Linked DNA regions of Gossypium hirsutum: region 2 is linked to region 1. The links are chromatin contacts, called in public Hi-C maps. All regions are on one chromosome and are shown on one strand. Each heading gives the region's core, a stretch centred on a gene start, on an enhancer-like site or on the middle of the called end of the contact. The rest is flanking DNA. Distances are from core to core; before and after follow the strand shown.

Region 1 (4,021 bases), core at 326-2,825:
TTTATTATTTAATTGAATGTAATTAAATAATTAAATTTCAAAGTGAAAATTAAATTAATTAGTTATCACAATTTTATTGAATAAGTTAATTAAATTTATTTAGCCATAGATTCTAGTATGGTAAAGTTGTCATGATTTAACCATGAGGTTTGGTATGGTGCCGTCAGTGGATACCTTCGTTGCGACCCCAAAAAAAGTTATCATAACTTTAATGAAGTTAGAATTGGGTTGAGAAAATAATTGAATTAGGAAATAAATTAAATTTATTTATTTACACAAATAATATGTTGGGAATAGAAATTTGTTTATTAGGTTGATTAAATTATTGAGTTGGTTTAAAAACTAGATAATACATATAATTATACCTAATATACAATATGAGCCCAAAATCCCATATTGTAACATGATGAGCGGCAACCCTAGATCCCATAGGTGGAACAAGGGTGTTGCCACCCACAGTCTTTCTCAATAGGGGTAGGTGTATTTTTCTATTAAAATGTTTTGTTTTTTTTTTGTTCAACTAAGATTCTTGTGATTTCCTCTATAAATAGAGACCAATGGCAAGGTCAAAAGACACACCACATTAAGCTTTGACACTTTATCAAAATTTAGTGAGATTTATTCCTCTAAATAAATTTTAAATCTTGAGAGAGTGACTTTTAGCATCAATAAATTTTTCATTGTATTTATCGGTTCGTGATTAAAGCCTACATTGTAAGCAAGCGTAGGTGTGAGAATAGTGGAAAAGATCACGTTGGTTGAAAGCTGGGAACTTCCTTTACCACCTGTCCCAAAATATAAGTATAAATTTAGTGAAGGGTTTATTGCTATAAATAACATAATAGTTCGGTTTTAGAAAAAAAATTAATTTTCTGTCATGCAACAAAATTATTTTCTAAACTGAATTTTTTCAACGTAAAATATCCTTAAATAATATAATTTATTTTAATTATGAAAAATAATTTTTTTAATTTTTAAAATCGAGATGATGCCTAGTTAACTCGTGATATTTATTTAATTAAAGATTTAAATAATAGTATGGATATTTAAGTTTTAAAGTTAGAGAAGGTAAATGAGTAATGAGCATTCAGATGCAGGCCCAAAATAAACATAATATATATAAAGGCCCAGCAAACATACAAGTCAAAGAGCATTGGAAGTGGATAGAGATGAATTTCTGGAATTCAATTTGAGGGTGGAGGACACGTGGCAGAAGGACCACCTCCCATGTTTCTTGAATTGAAGCCAAAAAAAAAATATTAGTAGTTATCCCGTTGACTCAAAAAATAAAACAGGGAGGGAGGATATAGAGAGAAATTGAGTGAAAGAAAGAAGCTTTTTGAGTGTAAATTGTAAAACTGGAAAAGGGCAGCCAAAGGGGACATCTTCCTCTAAGCCCGTGATCATATCTGTACAAATTTCCAAGAGTTCTAATGTTCCAAACCCACACTACCCTTTCTACTTTCAGACAGCCCTTAATTTAATCAATAAAATTGCCATGAACTAAATGTCAAGTTGCCTTTGGTAGTTGACGTTACTACATCAGTGGATACAAGCTTAGCTACTCTTAGGGAAAGATAAGAAGAAACAATCCAACTCAAATGAGTTAGAGTTTCTACCTCAATGTTTGTATTTTGTAATGGATGGGGTTTGGAATCATCAAACGGTTAGGCTTACATTCCCAATCATAACAACAAAACAAAAATTAAGAATCCAAAGATTAAACCAAGAAAAACAAAGGGATATCGATATGAAATTTCCAACACTGCTACTAAAACATTGCCATTTTATCATCCTTCGTTAGCAGCAAATCATAAATATATATACATATATATGTCAATTTTCATTCATTCAATCATTATCTAGTAGTTTAAATCTATTTTCTTCCTCAACCCATCATTGCAAAACCAAATAGAACCTCAACAGTCAAAACGAATTAGGCATTGAAGACCGATTAAGCTTCCATGTTGAAAACCACCGGAGCCACGTTCCTAGCCATAGCCACCTCTTTCTTTATTCTCCTCTTTTCTCCCCCTCCAAAATCATATTATCACTCGCTGTTTATATCCAGTTCCCTGTCCGATAATGCCTCCATATCTCACCACCTCCGCACCCTCACCCGCCGCCCACATGTTGCAGGCTCCCAAGCCAACGCTGAGGCTGCATCCTATGTTCTTTCAACACTCTCCGCCTGCAACATCAAGGCACATATCGTCTCCTATGATGTTTTATTAACCTACCCATATTCACGTTCCTTGACTCTGACACCTTCTCCTTCAGAACCGCCTATAACTTTTGATCTCAAGCAGGAAATATACGAGGGTGATCCCTATGCAGATGTGGCTGATGAAGTGCTGCCTACTAACCACGCATATGCCAAGTCTGGTTCGGTTGTCGGGCCAGTGGTTTATGTGAACTATGGGCGGGTGGAGGACTACGGGACATTGAAAGAAATGGGAGTGAACGTTACTGGTACTGTGGTTTTGGCGAGATACGGAGAGATTTATAGGGGAGACATTGTGATGAATGCGTTTGAAGCTGGTGCTATTGGGGCACTGGTGTATACTGATAGGAAAGATTATGGAGGTGGGGGAGGTGATGCAAAGTGGTTTCCCGATGACAAATGGATGCCGCCGAGTGGTATTCAGGTGGGAACAGTCTATAATGGGTCTGGTGACCCCACTACGCCTGGATGGGCTAGCAGTGAAGGGTGTGAGAGGGTGTCAATTGAGGAGGTGGAGAGCAGTGGAGATGTTCCTTTAATACCATCGATGCCGATATCAGGTGCGGATGGTGAAACAATCTTGAGGTTAATTGGTGGACAAATTGCAAAAGATAATTGGCAGGGAAGCATAGATGCCCCAACTTACAGAGTTGGACCAGGACCAGGAGTTGTGAATCTCGAGTACAATGTAAGCATTGATGAACTTGAATTCGGATAGGTCAACCTGTCAAAATGAACCACAACTTAAATGGTCAATAATGGGTTGGTTTGCTTGAATGAGATTTTCAGGGGAAACAAGTCATAGCAACAATTCAAAACGTCATGGGTGTTATTGAAGGAGTGGAGGAGCCTGATCGGTAAATTCAGAAACATATATGGACATTGCTGCATATGAATTACTCACATTTGTGTTGGATATTCACTATTATTATTAGGACTTAACCTAATTCACCAATGAATATAGCAATCGACTAAGCAAACACTATGACTAGCCAATGATAAGAAGACTTTGGAATAATTAAGAGCACTTGTTTTATAATGATATCCTATTGCTAGGTTCGTCATTCTGGGCAATCATCGTGATGCATGGACATTTGGAGCTGTTGATCCCAACAGTGGTACTGCAGCACTGCTAGAGGTGATTATAATCCCATTACATCCCACACTTTCTACTTGGCAAAGCTAAAAGCAGAGATTTCACCCTCGGGACAAATTGTGCATTTCAGCTGAATTCCCCATCATGCAGGTTGCACAAAGACTCCAGAAACTACAAAGAAGTGGTTGGAAACCACGACGAACAATTATTTTGTGCAATTGGGATGCTGAGGAGTATGGCTTGGTCTGTCTTGCCTGGTTATCTCTCGTATGCATCTGTCTTTATTGCCTCTTTCTGAACTGAAATATAAGCAGACTAGTACTTCCAGACAGGATCGACAGAATGGGTAGAAGAAAACAGAGACTTGTTGGCTTCAAGGGCGGTTGCATACTTAAATGTTGACTGCGCGGTATCTGGAGCAGGATTTCATGCTTCTGGAACTCCACAACTTGATGATCTGCTCAAACAAGCTGCACAACAGGTATCTGAAAACTGCTAAACCAAACCAATATAAGGACAATAGCAATAGTAGCCGAGTCTAAATGGAAGAAACGAAATAAAATAAAAGAAGTTCTGAGTATAGTCAGTGTGTCATTGGAGTTCAATCCTTGTCACTCTTCTCTCACTTGACTAGTCATTTTTCTATTTGATTTTTGAAGGTTCAAGATCCAGATAACTCATCACAAACAATCTACGAACAA
Region 2 (4,001 bases), core at 257-2,756, 44 kb after region 1:
GAATTTGAAATGATTTTAAAATATGATCTTTGAAGTTTAAATTTGAATAAACCAAATTGAATAATAGACGGACTCATTTTGAAGAAATAAATTGCTACACTCAGTGAGTTAGGGTGCAACTATTCGATCTTTGAAATTAAATATGTCTTTTTTATAATCCATGTATTTTGAGAAGGTTATTTGGTCATTTAAGTCTAATGAGAAATCAAAATCCAGTGAGTTAGGGTTCAATTTCTCGAAATTCCTAAACATCAAACATTGCCTTTATTTTAAAATCGGGATAACAGAATGTCACATTTAGTAAGTTAGGATCCAACATTCTGAAATCCTAGATGCTTCGTTTTAAAATTGGACGGTTTTAATAAAATAAGCACTTGGCTAACTAAATTCATCGAGAAAAATTGGAACCCTGTAAATTAGGGCACAATTCTTTCGAAAATTATGAACACTAGGCTTTTTTAATATGAAATAGAATGAGAAAAGTAAAAATTTTAAGAGAAGCATGTAATGTAAAAGATCAATGATAATTCAAACTTAGACTAAGAAGTAGCCGAATAAGCAATAAATAAATACAAATGAAGTAACAACAATTTTACTCACATTATACATGAATTTACAATAAACTTGGCATGAAATGATCATAGCATTATAGAACAATATTTTGAAACGAATTCGTAACAACTAATATACATTTATTAATTTCATAAAAGTAGTATACAACATAATCATACAAATATACCATACATATATATAAAATTTCATACATAAGTTTTTTTAATGAATTACATATAAATAAAATCGATTTAAAATATCTACATAAACATATTAAAAATTCTTGAAATCCATAATCTTAATAATATCTAATATCATAACGTTAACACATTTTTTAAAATAATTAATAATTCACATGTATATGAAGAATTGTGTTATATGTAAAAAATATTATTATGTAAATATTTGATATATAATATACTAAAAAGATAAACTTTTAAACAAAGATAAAACATAATATACATATAAATTATATCAAATCTTCAAAAATGTGTATTAATGAATAATAAATTAAATATTAACATTTTCCTAAAACATATAACAAAAATAATAATAAAACTATTGCACGGTGAATTTAAAAGATATGATCAATAATACAAAATATTAACTTGTTATATGATAATAATGAAATAAAAAAACTATCAAAAGCTAAATATTAAAATAATACTAAATTTTGATATATATGTCAAAATAGGATTAAATATATTTAAAATCTAATATAAAAATTAAAAAAGAAAGACCAACATGCACTAAATTGAAATCTGACTTAATGTTACGGGACTAAATTAGCAATTAAACGCAAAAAATAAATAAGCAGATCTTAACACTGAAAACGGCGCCGTTTAAAATTGGATCCAAGTGAAAACAAAAAAAATATGCGATACAAATTCAAAGAATTGAAGAAAATCAAATCGAGACTCCACAAAACCAGAGGGACTCGCCACGCAAATAGACCATAAAGGCTGGACGCGCGGATCCTTTCCCGGGTCGGGTCACCGCGCGGATCTATGCCGTGAAACGGCGTCGTTTCCTTTTCGTTATTTAAAACAAAACTTTTTCCTTAAAATCATTTCTACTTCAGTTCTTAAAAAAAAACAAAAAAAGGAGAGTTCTGCTAGGGTTTCAACCTTAACCCCTTTGAACGCCGCCAACGACCAGGCCGATCTTCGCCCGATCTCCGATTGCGACGGAGTGGGCAAAGCCAGGTATGCTGCTCCTCCTTTAACCCCTTTTCTTATATATACATCTATATACCATAACAAAATAGAAGAACAGAGAAAAAAAGCAAAGAAAAATTAGAAGGAAAAGAAGAAGGAGTCACCTTCTTTCGATTTTTATTTCTTTTTTGATTTTCGATACAGTATGCGTTGTGTAAAAAAAAAAGGTTCCTTTTTACAAATCTTGATCGCTTTTATAGCCGGAAATACAAAAGAAATCCCTCTATTTTTTTTTTGTTATCCTCTGGCCTTTTTCTGCGTTTTGCTGCTGTTTTTTTGTGCATGGTTGCTGCTTGCGCTCTTTGTGTGTTGCAGGTGTACGGAGGTCGTACGGTGACGTGGCGCGGCTCGACGCAGCGCATGGAGACGTGGCACGTAGCGGTGATGCACGTGCGAAGGCCTGGATCCCATTGCTGCGGTGCCTGTGATTTCTGAATCTGTTTAGGGTTTCTGTAAAAATCTGGGCTGGTTTTGGCTATTGGGCTGGAATCGGGTGTGTTGGGCTTAGGATCAGGTTTAGGTTTGGGTTAAAAAAGATTTGGGCTCCGTTGTAATAAACTGGACATGTTTTTTTTTGTAATTGGACTGTATTATTATTTATTATTATTTTTGGGTTTTCATTTAGTTTATTGGATCGGGCAAAAATGGGCTCTTACAAATTATTTGGCGAAGTATATAAATATTTGAGTTTCAAATTTTGATATTGTTAAAGTTCTAAACGATTCTGTTTTTGCCTGCTGCTCATAATTCTACCATAAAACTTTGGATGTCCAACCAATTATAAAATAAAGAGAGTGGGCCATTTCAACCACACCCTCATCGGCTACTTCTAGAGCACCTTCATCATTCAAGCATAAATCCTCATACTATTATTTTTTACTAATAATGAATACAATAAATGTTTTGAAACAGCCTCAACCTTATCTCCAGATTAAACAGCCTGTGAATCCTCAACTATCACCACAATACCTAGCATCTCCTAGTTTTTCTCCAATATTGAAAATTGAGATCTGTCCAAATTACTCCCTTGTGCGTCTTTTGGGATAGACATCAATTTCTTGACATTTGTTTCAATATACATGGTCCGAACATCTCAGGCTCGATCGGGTTAGTACTATCATTTTTATGGATGTTAACATTTTTCGGTGGATCCACTATCTCAACCCTTCTAGCAGCTCGACAAAACTCTTTAACATGCATGTATTGGCCACAACCAAAACAAACATTAGGCAAGAATTTATATTAGACTTTCTAGATATGATTCTCCACCATGATATTCGATATTCGATATCAATGTGCTGCATAAAAGACAATAATTTGTGTAAACCACCGTCTTACACCAATTTCCATATTTTAGTCGAATTTATAGACAATGCCAATCATATTGCATATAGAGATCCATCCTAACTAAGAAAACGTATCCAAATAATAACATAATTTGAAAAAGTATAAAGTTGTCAAAAAAATTCTTGACTAGAAAATGCCCAAAAATAGTCCAAGATCCTTTCTATAAAACTTTTTAGTCCTCCTCATGGGATTGGAACTTGGGTAGAGAGTAATCATTGTCCACATCCATCAGTTGCCAAGCCGATTCTGGTTTCCAATAGCTTGCATTCTATTGTAAAGGCTTGAAAAGCCTATCTTCTTTCCTAGAAGCTTCAAGACTACAACTTTAGCCATACTATCATCAATCAACTGATAGATTCGTTCTAAAAATTTAATTGAAGGAATACCTTGGACCGTTTCCCAAACGACATTCCCATCAAGAAGCTCAAGAATAGGTCTCACCAATTTGCTTAGCCATGCCAAAGAATTGCATCAGTGTGTCTCTAAAAGACATCTTATCATCCTCCTGCTGTCGTGGTTACGAAGTCCCATCATCTTGCTGCATCAGTTGCACATAATCGATCATCTGGAGCTCCTTTTGCAACTTCTTTTACGCTCTGGCCTCCACTCATTAATGGGAGGTCCATGAAAGTATTCTCAATTCAAAGCATCAAAGAAAGAAACAACATACAAATTTTTAATATATTTGATTTAATTTTAATTTTTAAAACATTAAAATATATACTAATTACCGATTCATTCTCTATCAATTAAATTTAATAAAAATAATAAAACCTCAAATATGATAATTAATTATAGTATTCACGGTTTTTTCCAAGTCTTTATACTCCACACTAAAATTAGATTTATGTAAAGAAATAAATCACTTTCCATTTTTTTTTAGTA

What was found. A called contact is a pair of places that touch in the nucleus more often than the background predicts.
Region 2: a Hi-C map of leaf shows a contact between it and region 1, with 1.7 times the contacts expected there. The contact joins the enhancer-like site here to the promoter of LOC107901163 in region 1. A contact is called at or near these places in 12 of 34 Hi-C or Micro-C datasets (callus, cotyledon, fibers and 3 more).

The regions. Positions count from the first base shown.
Region 1 is chrD06:12,330,079-12,334,099 of Gossypium_hirsutum_v2.1, forward strand. It overlaps LOC107901163 (probable glutamate carboxypeptidase LAMP1), which reads left to right and starts at 1,576. Exons shown (of 12, transcript XM_016827057.2): 1 at 1,576-2,912; 2 at 3,014-3,081; 3 at 3,281-3,362; 4 at 3,471-3,563; 5 at 3,649-3,801; 6 at 3,980-4,021. The coding sequence starts at 1,965.
Region 2 is chrD06:12,374,560-12,378,560 of Gossypium_hirsutum_v2.1, forward strand. No RefSeq gene overlaps it. Among protein-coding and RNA genes, the nearest start is that of LOC107901161, 25 kb to the right of the region's middle. Within about 2 kb of position 1,507, at least 9 of the 9 cell types and tissues checked have an H3K27ac peak or open chromatin away from gene starts, as enhancers often do. A contact at or near this core is called in cotyledon, fibers, hypocotyl and 1 more, where this site is marked.